2 separate regions of the Ovis aries genome follow, and region 2 is linked to region 1. Evidence: chromatin contacts called from public Hi-C data. All regions are on one chromosome and are shown on one strand. Each heading gives the region's core, a stretch centred on a gene start, on an enhancer-like site or on the middle of the called end of the contact. The rest is flanking DNA. Distances are from core to core; before and after follow the strand shown. Region 1 holds the start of MSN (moesin). Region 2 overlaps MSN (moesin).

Evidence for each region. A called contact is a pair of places that touch in the nucleus more often than the background predicts.
Region 2: a Hi-C map of blood shows a contact between it and region 1, with 1.9 times the contacts expected there. The contact joins the enhancer-like site here to the promoter of MSN in region 1. A contact is called at or near these places in 5 of 16 Hi-C or Micro-C datasets (blood, skin fibroblasts and tail adipose tissue).

The regions. Positions count from the first base shown.
Region 1 is chrX:47,967,845-47,974,475 of ARS-UI_Ramb_v3.0, reverse strand. MSN (moesin) reads right to left here and starts at 3,456. Exons shown (of 13, transcript XM_012106591.4): 1 at 3,258-3,456. The coding sequence starts at 3,269.
Region 2 is chrX:48,010,163-48,017,112 of ARS-UI_Ramb_v3.0, reverse strand. All of the region lies in intron 1 of MSN (moesin), which reads right to left. It also overlaps the pseudogene LOC114111719. Among named protein-coding and RNA genes, the nearest start is that of MSN, 43 kb to the right of the region's middle. Within about 2 kb of position 1,647, at least 12 of the 54 cell types and tissues checked have an H3K27ac peak or open chromatin away from gene starts, as enhancers often do.

The DNA.
Region 1 (6,631 bases), core at 2,207-4,706:
ATTTAAAGAGGGTAGAGAGGGGAGAAAGCTTTTTTTTTTTTAACAACTGTCTTATCATCATCAAAGTATAGATGGCAGTTAATATGCTCCTGTATTCTGGCTAGTTAAAGTGGACTCAGGAAACTGGCAAGTAGAGGCACAGAATACAAGATTTGGTTGGGGGCAGGGATGCAGAAAGGCATGTTTTAACAGATTTAAAGGGAGCTAGGTGACTAAGATCCAACCAGTCCATTCTGAAGGAGATTAGCCCTGGGATTTCTTTGGAAGGAATGATGCTAAAGCTGAAACTCCAGTACTTTGGCCACCTCATGCGAAGAGTTGACTCACTGGAAAAGACTTTGATGCTGGGAGGGATTGGGGGCAGGAGGAGAAGGGGACGACAGAGGATGAGATGGCTGGATGGCATCACTGACTCGATGGATGTGAATCTGAGTGAACTCTGGGAGTTGGTGATGGACAGGGAGGCCTGGCGTGCTGTGATTCATGGGGTCGCAATGAGTCGGACATGACTGAGCGACTGAACTGAACTGAACTGAGGTGACTAAGGAAGAAAATGGGCTGTAAAAGTGAAACCAATCCTGGACAGACTGTAGACATTGGTTCATATGAATGAATGAATTCATTTTTCCACTATCTTCCTTATCTGTCATGCTCCAGAAGTAACCTAAAACACACTAGTGAAGTAGGCTTCCCAGATGGCTCAGTGGTAAAAGAATCTTCCTGCCAATGAGGGAGACGGAGGAGATGTGGGTTTGATCTCTGGGTTGGGAATATCCCCTAGAGGAGGAAATGGCAACCTACTCCAGTATTCTTGCCTGAAAAATTCCATGGACAGAGGAGTCTGGCAGGCTACAGTCCAGGGGGTGCAAAGAGTCAGACATGACTTAGTGACTGAGTATGCACACACACACACTAGTGAAGAAGGAATGGAAAATAAGGAATTTTCTCCCTTTATTAAAGTTACTAGCTGGTATGCAGTGAACTAGAAGTGTGCCCCTGGATACCTCAACAGTGGGATAAGGAATGAGAAAAGTAACAAGAGGCACCTTGTGACACCTGGAACACTCACCAGGAGACCACACAAATACCAACATTAGTTACTCTGCCCAAATCATCCACTTCCTTTTATCTAAGGACCAGAGAGTCCTGAAAATAAAGTCCTCAAAATTTGCTTTGAGCAAGAGAAGGGGCTCAACTTCAATAATACTTCAGTAAGTGAGAATAGAGGGTCAATGGGATGAGCATCAAGAAGCATGGACCCCAATCTTGATTCTGTCATCATGTGCCCTTAGGTGGTAGGTCCTTTCCTGTTAGGCCTAAATATCCTCATTAGTTGAGAGAGAGACCTACTAGATAGTGTGTAAAGTCCTTTCAGGTTAAGATTCCATGGTCTTAACAGGCATAATACAGTTGTTTCTCCTAAGTTAAACTTTCTTTGAAGCAAAAAGCATGGGAAATTCTCCAAAGCTTCCAGTCTATCAAAATTTAGCCCTCTCCTTCCAGCATGATTCAGTCAGTCTGCATAAAAATACTTTCACTACCCTAGGCCTGACCTCCAACAGCCCATACTCCAGTCTCTCTCCACAACAGGAAGAAGATCACCATGCTGTCTTCTTTGCCACTTTTCACTGAGATATGGTGGTTTAGAAAACTCTGAAACCATTTTCAGGCCCATTAAAGTTGCATTTAAATAATAGATATTTCAGAACTGAGGATGAGAGATACCACATGTGTTGCAGGGCACAGTCAATTCCCAGAGATCCACACACCTATTTAGGCAAAGACACACCTGAAGAAGAGCCAGGGAGTCAACCACAGAGATAAAACCAAAGAGAGGGTCCTGGAAGGAATTTTATAATCCTCTGTAAGGCAGAGACTGTTCCCCCACTCCCTCTTTTTTCAAAACCATTCTCTCTCACTTTGTGTGTATGTGGGATGGGAGTGGGGAGTGTGTGGAAAAGCCCCATCTCATAAAACCATGAACAATGAAAAGATGAAGATGGTGGGAGTATACACTTGTTGAAAACTTGCTGTTTCTGAAGGACAGGGTTCTGGAAAGGAAAGAATCACTTGGCAGTGAGGCTGGAACACAGCAACGTGGCAACCAAAGCTCAGCACACACCCAAAGTACTGTCCCCCAGCCATTTCTTTTAGGGACCCTCAGTCCTCCCCACCACTGCTAGTCACTATCTCAGTTCTACAAGGCTCAGGCTGTCCTCAGAAGAAGGGTCTGGCAGAACTGCATAGCCTAAGCCAGTGCAACAAGCTGCTTGGCCTAAGAGATTCAAGCCAGGGTGGTCACCCAGCCTTCCAGAGCAAGGGAAGGGCCTCGGCAGCCATTTGGCATGACTTGCACAAAAGCAAGCAGGGCTCATTATTCAGGCACATCCCTCCCCCCTCCCTCCTGGGCATCCGGCCCCCCTAGGCCCCACTCCCAGGAGGCTTCTTCTCTTCTCAAAACAGTGGGGTGGAGACCAGATCCTAGAAGCTACCACCACTCGAGAAAGGTGTGGCCCCACAGAAGAGTCCACACCTCACAGAACAGTCTGGAGTAGACAGGAGGAAATAGCCAGTGAGTAATGGGAAAGGCAGGGATTTGGCGAGTGAAGAGAAGGAAAAAACCAGTCTTCTCCTCAAAGTCTTCTTCCCTCCTTTCAGACTGGTGTCTAGTGAAGTGTTAGCGCTCCTGGGCAAGAGTAAGTGGCCTCGATGAGTCTGTCCACAACTCTCCTCTTCTAGTGGGAAACAGCTGAAGCTTCCTGGGGAGGCTGTGGGAAAGGTGAGTGGGGGTGCGGGATCCGCCCTGAGCAGCTCCCACCCTTCTACTTGCTTCTCGGTTCCCATGGCCCATCCTGGTCTGAGGCAGCCTGGCCCCATAAAAGCGCCAATTCCTGGACTGAGGTAACTGTTTTCCTCCGGATGAGAATTCTCTACCCTGCGCCCAGGGCCCTTCGGGGGTAAAAAGAGACCTTGGGCCCTTAAGGAAATCTTCCTTACTATGGCATTCCAGACACAAGGAACTAGAATCTGAGAAAGAGGCCGGCCCCGCCCGACCCACACTTCTACCCCGGGACCCCTCTACACTCCAGGACGCGCCAGAACTGGACTCCGCCCCTCGTCCTCCCTGCTCCAGGCCTCGGCCGAGGGCGCGGCAGCGCGACCCGACGCGTGGCTGGCCAAGACCCCGGCCATCGGCAAAGCGCTACGAGGGTCAGCAAGAGCCCCCAGCGCCGGCAGCGCCCACCCCAGACACTCACCGTTTTGGGCATGGTGGCGACAAAGGGAGCAGAGTTGGCGAAGTTTGGCCAGGAGCTGTCGGACGGCGCTGAGCACGCAGTACACACGGCTGACTCCGGGGACCGGGGGCTCGGATTGGGTCTCTCTCTAGCGTCGGGACGACTGCTCGGCTTCCTGCTAACGGGCCACGACTTCACAAACCCCACCCAGGAAAGAGCCGCCCCTGTCGTACCGCCCGCTCCTTTATGTGGCCGGGCTTCCGCGCCGCTCCCCGCCCTCGCGCCCGCCTTCTAGCCGGCCGCCAGCCTCGCCCCGCCCAAACCAGCCCTGCCCGGCCACACCAGCTACTTGGGGGCCTGGCTGGGCCTGGGCGCCTCAGTGGGCGATCCCAGCCCTCACCCAGGCCTGCCTGCCTCCTCTCTCACTCCCTTCACAGACCTTGGCCCTTCGCATCCGGGCCATCCGGCGCCACCTCCCAAGTAGGGCTGGGCCCTAGGCCGCACCCTGGAAAGAGGCTTACAGCCCTGACTACAACTTTACACTAATGGGAGTTCACTACCTGTCAAAAGGGCTCTGACTCTCCGAAAGTTCTTCCTGCGTGTATCTGAACTCTTCTGTGGTTCCACCTATGGATCTCAACTGAGGCCACACAAATCTACTACTCTGCCAAACAACTCAGAGATCTGAAGATCTCATGTTCGCCTGAAACTTCTCTTCTCTTGGCTAACCAGCCTCAGGTTCTCCAACGCTTCATCAGTTCTCTTCTGCAGAATTCTGTATGACTTTTCCCATCATAGTTTGTCCCCATCCTTGCTCAATCCTCATTTTTTATCAAAAATGGACTCCTTTTTCCTATATCTGTCCTCTATTCACTTTCCTTCCTTCAAATACCAGTCTCCAACTTTTTGAAATCCTGATCCTGTAGTCCCACTGCAACATATTTACTGATATGTGATTCACTTTCTGGTAATTCCGCCAGGTTAGATACACCCTAGTCCATTCCTTTAAGATACGTCTGCCAGAACCCTTCCTGCTTCTTGTCAAGGTCACAGAATCCCAGCATAGAGGTGTTCTAAACTGTAGCAGTCATCTAGTTAAGTCTGAGCTTTAGTTTGAAAGTGATGGGCCATAGCTATCCTTTCTCGTATCCACTGGTAACTGTGTGGAGGCATGGTCTGAGTATTTTTTGTGAGGTAGGGCAATGTATACCTCAGGGATGATGAGCCAGTTTGGGGCAGTGAAAAAGATATTTGGGAGGGATGGTCACGACATCTGGATTTTAGTCATAGCTTTGCCATTAACTCCCCCTCTGACCACTATGTAGCCTTGGATAAGCCCTGTCCCCTCTTTGGGCTTGAGGTTCCCCTTCTGTAATAAGAAAGGGCTGAACTCTTGGGCTTCCAAGGTCCTTTCCCAGTCTGACGTTATAAAAGGATAAGAAAGGAAGTAAATTTCCTAGGACAATGGATGAGTCTAGCAGTGTTTCATAAGGACTGGCTTTGCATTTTCTCTCAGGAGTCAGCAGTCCTATTCTGTACTCCTCTGCTTTCCTAGCTCAACGGGGTCCATGTGTCAATGTGCCTCAGCTTCTCCCACTGCTGTCAAGATTCATTGATAAGTGTTAGGGTAAGCAAAGTTCCCTGCCCAAACCATTTTCTGGAGCTGAGCAGTTGACCCAAGGAAGAACAGCACACCCCAGAAAGCCTCAGCAGCATGGGTAGCAACGACATCAATCATGTTCCTTGACATTGCAGTGGCCCTTTTCCTCCAGGAGTTCAAGGAACTCACTGATTCCTGCATTCATATTCTAGAGCCTACAAGGGCCTAGAACTAGGCTATGTGCTTAAAAGGGGAGGGGAAGTTGATTGGAAACTCCAACTTTCATTATCCATCCTGGAAAGTGGAAAGTCCCTGTGTGTCATTCCCCACATGCCATGCCCCAAACACACACACACACACACACACACACACACACACACACACACACACACACACACAGACTGGTTAGGGAATGTCAAGCATCTGAACACAGTATTAAAAGGGAAAAGAGACTCAGGAGTTCAAGTGAGGGGAAGGAAGTCAAAGGGTTCAGACGTTAAGGAGATTGATGGAAAGAGAGGCTGAGAGAGGAGGAGGTGGTTGGCCCCCTGGGGAGGAGAAGGGTGGGGAATGGGAGGAAAACATAGGCTATCAGTGAGTGTTTAGTCTAGACCTCATTCAGGTCAAGGGAACTGAGGATCCAAAAGAGGAAAGAACTTACTCAAGATCCGGCAACCAGTGTGGAGAATGGATTCAGAAGTAATAGAGAAGACAAAGAACTCAGTTAAGCTGTTTCCATAATACAAGCAAGAATTTTTGAAGACTAGAACCAGAAGAGTAGTGTCACCCCTACTTTATCAGACAGAAGCTTGGTATGGTGATTACAGGTCAAGCGACTGAACATTGTTTGAAGGTTAAACTTGAAACGTCCTGGCTAGGAGGGACCTATATTTGATATCTCCATGTCTCCAAAGCAGAGCAGAGGAAGCTGAGGTGCTCTCTTGTTCTTCAGGATGGCCATTGAAACACACCTTTGTTTTTACCTCTTTGTAAAATATGTCATACCTGTATGGCCAGAACTTCCGAACCCTCCCACCTACCCTGCACCCGACCATGATCCCATGTGAATTGAGTTACTTCAGTCTTCTTGGGGCCAAAGTAATCTCAACAATTAGATTCAGATATGATGAGGTTTATTCCAGTGTTTGTAGAGAGAAGACGTAAAAATAAGGGCTAAACATCCCCTCATATGTTGGCTGGGTAAGGGAAATAAGAGGTATGAAGACACCTGGGTATTTAGAAGAACTAAATTCAAAGTTCAAGGAGGAACAGGCAATTTTTTTTCAAGCAGTAAAACTAGATGAGAGGCAGTACAGGGACATTCTCAAAGTGGAGTCCAATGAAGCTAGGGTGGAGGTGTCTGAATCAGGAGTAGGAGATACAAAAGGAGAAATTTGACCTGAGCTCTAGGTCCATACATGGAGTCTAGTGGAAAGGCTCAGGATTCCTAAGGGGCTAGGACGTTCCAGAGCTGCAGCAAACTCTGAATGTGAGAGTTAAGAAACAGCAAGCAGGAACTGCATAAGGCTGATTTATGTGAAAGCCTATGTCAAGCTCAAGAGAGAAATGAGATTGAACTTGTAATCACCTCCCACTCAAGATATAAGCTCACTGCAGTAAACAAGCTCCTGCATTCTAAATTGCATTCCTCTTTCAGAGGACACAATAGTGCAGGACAAGCAATATCAGAGAGTAAGTAGGTAGGGAGTAGTCTTGAATGCCAGGAGTACTTTGAATAAAAAAAGCCCTCCCCCTCCTCCACCCAGTCCATTGGATGGTAAACAGTTGAAAGTTT
Region 2 (6,950 bases), core at 398-2,897, 44 kb before region 1:
GTACAGTTATCTGTTCTGACCTCTTCTTGCCCATTGCCAGACCCTTACTTAAAACAGACAACAAGACCTGCCTACGGTTAACCCTTCCTATGCCATGCTTTTCCCCAGTAGGTTCTAGAAAGGAGACCACCTGGACCCCATACACACTCATACCTTTAGTGGGTCAGCAGTAATTCTTTAGTTACTCTAACTGCTGCAAAGGGCACGGAAGACAATGGTTCCTTTTAACTTGCTTTGATCAGTCGCCTTCCCTAAGAATCACTTCAACTGGGAGACAAGGGCATATTGGAGCCTGGGTATTACTTGCCCAGTTATATTTGGGACAGCAACCTCAAACAAAACTAACCTTTGTTAACAATGAGGACATAATTACATTGTCGCTATGTGAGGAGAGCTCAGGACAGAGACCAAAGGTAAAAAGGAGATAAACAATCAGAAACCTTAGCAAGCTACAGCTTTCCCATTAATCCAGCCTTAATTGCACAGCCTTTTGCTTAACCTGAGACTGAGGTAGAGTCCCCCTCTGCCTCTCAACACATTAAGGTCTGGAAGGAAACTAGCTCCTCACCATTTATACCTAACTCCAGGACTTATTTTCAAAATCAGCTCAGCCAAACCATACCCCAGGAGCAAACACCACCCATTCCCCTACCCTCTACCCTAACTCATCTCTCCTCCTAGGCACAGGGTTCTGCCCTATAAGCTCCTTAGCATGGCCATTCCTCTTCAAATTTCCTCAAGATTTCAATCTACTCATCCTAGAACCTCATCTGGCTCCTTCAGAATAAACCCTTCTGAACTTCTCATTCTTATTCTCCAACAGAATAAATAATCTAGAATCCCCACCTATCAGACCTGAAAGGAACCTCAGAGATCACTTGATTCAAATTCTACAATATGCAGCTGAGGAAACTGAGGTCCAAGGAAGGGGAAGCATTGGCCTAGAGTCACACAGCTGCTGGACAGTGTGAAAGCAAGGATTAAAAGCCTTGTTCTGGATTCACTGGCCATAATAAGCAATAGAAACACCCTAGCACTTAAAAAACAGTAGACAAATCAGGATGTTGAGCTGAAAAGACTATGTGGAGAAGGCAGAACCAGCTTACTTCCATTAAAAACTATTAGCAGACACTGAATGGAAGTCTAGTTTATGACAGAGGGCAAGCCTAACTTTTAGGTTCTGATACATTCACCATCACTCATTCTAGAGAGACTAAACCTTTTATAACCACAAGGAAGGAAACTAAAAGGTCCCCTATTTCTTCTTAAAACTTAGATAGCAACTAATTGGGAAGGTCTCTGGCAGCAGGTACAGCCAAGACCCAAGCTGGAGGTGGGGACAGAGCAGGGAGGTATAGAGGGTGAAGATGACACAGCAGGGAAGGAGGCAGGGAATTTGAGGAATGGATTTATATCCAGGTAGCCAAGAACAACAGTTTCTTCAATTCTCATAAAACTTTGAAGCCACTGAATTTAAAGGAAACAGGGCTTATCATTAATAAGTCTCTCACATGGATTAAGCCTCTCTCTGGGGCCACACCCAGCAGGGCTTCAGTCACTAGCATCAGTTTCCTGCTTAACCCAGCTTCCTGCCTACAAGTTTCACAAGAAGTATTTATAGACTGGAAACACAGACCATTTGCAGCTGCCTGGAGACACTAGTCACACAGAACACCAGAAGAGGGCTCTATTCTCTCTGCTCAGAAACACACCACAGCAACCTCCAGCATCCCAGCTCTGAAGGGCACTGGAGCTGACCTAAGAATCAGCTTGGATTCCATCCATTACTCATGGGATTTCCGCCCTGTCCTGTGTTAAAACTGCTGAAGACAGGATCAGTCAACTATGTAGGGGCAAGAGAAGGCTTCCAGCTAAATAAAAAAACTCTATTTTCCAAATTTATGGTTATAAGGAAGGGATAGAGATAAATCGGGAGATTGGAATTAACATATATATATGTGTATGTGTGTGTGTGTATATATATATATATATATATATATATATATATATATATATATATATGTATTACTTATATGGGCTTCCCAGGTGACGCAGTGGTAAAGAATCCACCAGCCAATGCAGGAGATGCAGGAGATTCGGGTTCAATCCCTGGGTTAGGAATATCCCTTGGAGGAGGGCATGGCAACCCACTCCAGTATTCTTCCCTTAAGAATCCTATGGACAGAAGAGCCTGGCGAGCTACAGTCCATGGGGTTGCAAAGAGACACAACTGAGTGCACGTGTGCACACACAGACACACACACACACATACACACACACACTGCTATATATAAAATAGATAACTAATAAGGACCTACTGTATAGCACTCAATACACTGTAAAGACTTACATGGGAAAATAATCAATGATTCACTTTGCTGTATACCTAAAACTAGCACACTGTTATCTCTTTGATATATAGTAGTCAACTATACTCCAATTTAAAAAAAAAAAAAAAAGCTCTGTTTTTGGTCCCAGAGCTAAGCTACGGTTGGCTTCCTGCCAACCTTGCTGGTATGCCAACAGTCAAACCTGGCATCTAGGGGACTCACAAAACTGGAGTCCTTATCCTAGAAATAATGGTCTCAGTCCTTTGAGAAATAAATCTTGGTATAGCTGAAAGATGCTTTAGAGTCTCTCTTACTTTCCTGTTTCTAAAACTCAGTTTTCTAATATATAAAATGAACCTAATAATATCAACCTCACAACAGGGTTATTAGGAGATTTTAAGTTAAAATAACAGACAAGAAAGTACTTGGCATATCATAAGTAGAATGTGATGATTACTAGCACCTCCACTTTTAGCCATGTTATTGCAAATATTTAATCTCTCCAGAATAATTTGAACTTAAAGCCGGTTTGACTACACTGAAGGGCTATGGGTTGCCAAGAAGACCTGCAGAGGGCCCTTCTAGCCTAAGGGCCCTTTGATTTTGGGGGAAACTCTAAAATATGATTAGATTTCTAGTTAGTTAGACAATTTGAAGCCATGCATATCAGGCAGAAACACACACATCCTTGCATTATTTTAAATGCTTTTTCTCTTGGGAGGGATAGGGATTTCCCCCCAAGAAGCAGAGCCCTGAAGTGAGGCAGAATACAACAGAGCACCTAGGCTACCTTGTCTTTTTAAAGGATGCCTGCTCTTCTTTCCTCATCCTATGCTCTGCCTTGCCATTTTCTCTAGTTGTGTCCCATTAATATACACAGGTTCCCAGCCCTCCAGCACAACCCACCAAAACATCCAAACTCCTTCAGCTGGTATCCAGAAAAATCACAAACTGGGTCTGTAGATAGGCTAATCAGCATCAATTGGGAAAAATTTCAAAGACAGATTTCCTGGCCCCACCCACAGAGATCATGATTTATTATTATATAAGAAGCAGGACCCAGGCATCAGAATTAAGACCTTCATATAATTCTAAGGCCCAGCCAAATTTGCGAACCTCTGGCATGGAATACAGCCTCTCAAGGGCTGGTGTCAACAGTCAATATGGACAGCCAGATGCTCGATTGAAGGGGAAACAAAGCCAAGTAGATAGCAGTAACTACAGGGACATCTAGGCCAGTGGGCCTAGTGAATGGTTCTCCAGAGTTAAATGCAGCTTACCTCCACAAAAGATCAGGGGCTAAAGTAATTTCTCTACACACTAAAGCAATTTCTCTACCTACTAAAGTAATTCCTCTCTTGTAGAAGGAACATAGCTATGCACTCTAAAAACCTGAGGGCAGGATCGAGCTCTGCCAAAAACAAGCCATGATCTCTCAATCTTCCTACCTGTAAAATGGACAAAATGACACCCATGTGGCAGAGGATTGTGCAGTGGCAATGTGGTATTTCCCAAACTTAACTGTTGGGAATCATTTGGGGCACTAGTTTAAAATCTAGTTTAAAAATCTAGATTCCTGGACCCCACTCCAAGCTTACTGAAAAAGACACTTCAGAGGAGGAGCTTGGAAAGCAGTAGTTTTGTCCCAGGTGAGTCTTATCCTCTGGGAAGTTTAAAGAAACATCACCTGGCATAGATGCTATTTAGATGAGATGAGAGGTCAAACCAGATCTCCCATCCTCCAAAATACTTTCTAGCCCGGAGATCCTCATAGTTGGGACCTTCAGGTTAGAACCCAGCAGAGCAGGCTCTATAGGCAGGAGAGGAAGGAGAGGCTTTGGGATTTCAAACAGTAAGCTGAGTGCTTTCTGGAAAGACCAAACCCTCAGGCCATTGTCCAGAGCCTTGCACTATCTTCCCATCTAGTTAAGAATTAGATGGTGGAAGGAAACAACTGGTACAAATACCTCAGCAGCCCAACAACATTGATCAAAAATACTCTAATTAGAGCCTCAACCAAAATCTTCTCAAGTTCTATGCCCCTTAAACATTCTATCTTGGGAGAACTTTCAGGCAAGGAGCAGACCTTAAATGATACTCTCCCTTTCCTGGATGCTGTGGGAACTTAGGGAGCAAGCCTTGTATTTGCATACAGATATGAACAGGTTGAAGTTGGGAACAGGCTGGGGACTCTAAGATAGGTGTAATCAATAACAGTGCACTGGAACCAACTTACACTAGAGCTGATCTCTGTATAAGTCCTCCTTCAAGGATCCTATGTTGGTAGTTTGAAATCAGCCATGGTGAGAGTTGGATACAACTGAGTGACTGAACAACAAGTGGTGAGAGTATTTATACCATTGGGATTGGCAAACAGTACAAATCGTGGCTTCACCAGAGAGTTTGTTGTGAAACACTTATCAGCACATATAAAGGAAGCATCTGTAGGCCCATTTTAAAAATGAGAAAACTGAGTCTCAATGAAGGGAAGCAACTACTTTCTTTTAGTTGCATGACCTTGGACAAGAGCCAGTTTTAACTAGCAACACATCCTAGGCCCTTCCTACCAGCTCCCCAGGGAAGTAAGAAACCCATCTTATCAACAAAAAGGTTGCTGACCTAAAGGGATCCTCCATCAACTAATGGCCAAACAAGGGCGCCTAACTGCACTTGGTGTATGTACCACCAAGGAAAGCAAGGAGTACAGAGCCCAGGGCTGTGACATGAAGCCAACAAGAGAGGAGAGACACTGGAGTAGATCAGGGAATGGGTTGGAAAGTTACAAAGGAAACCACAGCACTTTCTTAAGATCTCTTTACAAATATATGACGGACAGTGTGGACTCTAGAGGGAGTCGCTTGGTGCACTGCCAGTCCCTCAATCTCTTGAAGCATCAATTTTCCTCCAAGTAAAATGGGAGTAACAATGCCTACCTCACAAGATAGTTGTGAGGAACAGCATTATCTCCTTTATTTATACAAAACAAACTGGCTTGGCACCTAGCATGTATTAGATATTTGATACATTTTGGTACCTTTCTCCTGCAACCTCATTATCAAATGCAGGACTTCTGACTCACCCTTATACAATAAAAATCCTAACCCCATGTGCACAGTGCTTTACAATTTAAAGGACACTCATGGCCCAAGATGGAAGCCACCATGAAGAAGGTGGTTGTAGATATCAGTCTTACAATACACAAATTAGCACGGAATACAAGTAGAATCATATAACTAAATGAAGAAATAGAAGTAAAAAGAAATAACTCCAAAATTTAGAAGATGTTTGTGAGGCTATCATGCTTACAGATGACTGCTTAATGATACCTTATCAGACTGGTAATGTTTTCATTAGCCATTCTTAGGAAGAAACACAAGAAATGTTAGCAGAAGCAAAGAAAAATTTGCAAGATGAAACTGACACCTTAGAATCCAGAGTGGAATCAATTCATCAAGTGTTAGCAGATTTGAAAAGTTCAGTTAGTGTTAGCAGATTTGAAAAGTTCAGTTATATGCAAAATTTGGGAGTAACATAAACCTTGAAGGTGATGAAAGTTAAACACTTTATAACACTTAAAAAATCTGTTTAATAAACTTGAATATTGCTTAAAATTATAATTTCCCTTCTTCAAATGATATGGAAAGCAAAACTTTTTAAAATTTTTTCATTCATTTAATGTAAATTTGCCTACTTTCACGTCTTATTTATTTTATATTTTTAAAAGAAGACAGTATTCATCTATGTATTTTACATAACAATTATATCAGGCGTAAGGGTTTTATGTCATGTTATTAAAATCAGTTAAGCAATAAAAGACACTTGTCCACATGCATCCTCTTGCTGAACTCAAGTCTGTACAAAAGGCAGAGTCTATAGATGTCTATAGATCTACAGATCAGCACTATTTTATAGACAGGAGAAATGGAGGTTCAGTGAGGTAAATGGCACTTTGTCCAAGTGTGAAGGAGACAGGACTAGAACCCAGGTCCCCGGAACTTGGAACTTTGCCCTCCCAATTTTCTTTTATTTAAGGTTGCAGGAAGGTCCTTCCAAAGGTTTACTTGCTATCATTTATTTCATCCAATAAATTTAATGGCCTCTAGCTCTTGTCTCAGGGTGCTACAAGAGGGGCTCTCCTTGTGATGGGAGAAGATCAAGGCAACACAGGATGGGAACAAGCTTTCCTATAGTTGAGGGAGCCACACTATTAGCTAGAAGCAATCAGCTAAGAACAGCAGACCAGTGACCTTGAGACAGTCCCTTCCTCTTAGGTCAGTGTGACCAATGTACTATGTAGGTCTTGATCAGTTGTTTTCAACTTTATTGCTTTTTTCAGCAGCTTCCTGCCTCTTCACTTTCCCAAACAGAAAATCTCATGAAATTTCAAGATATAATGTACATAAAAGTAGAACTGTTCTGGTCAAAGGAAGGCTACCAGCTTGGCCAAATACAATTTGCCAACCACTGGACCAGCAGCTTGAGAGAGGGAGGGAGCTTCAGTTCTAACCTTGTAAAATTCTACTCAAGTCTGCCACTGATTCCTTAGAGGACTTAAAGACTCCCTGGGGCTCAGTTTCCCTATCTGTGGTATGAGATGGTTGGACCAGTTGGTGCCTAAAA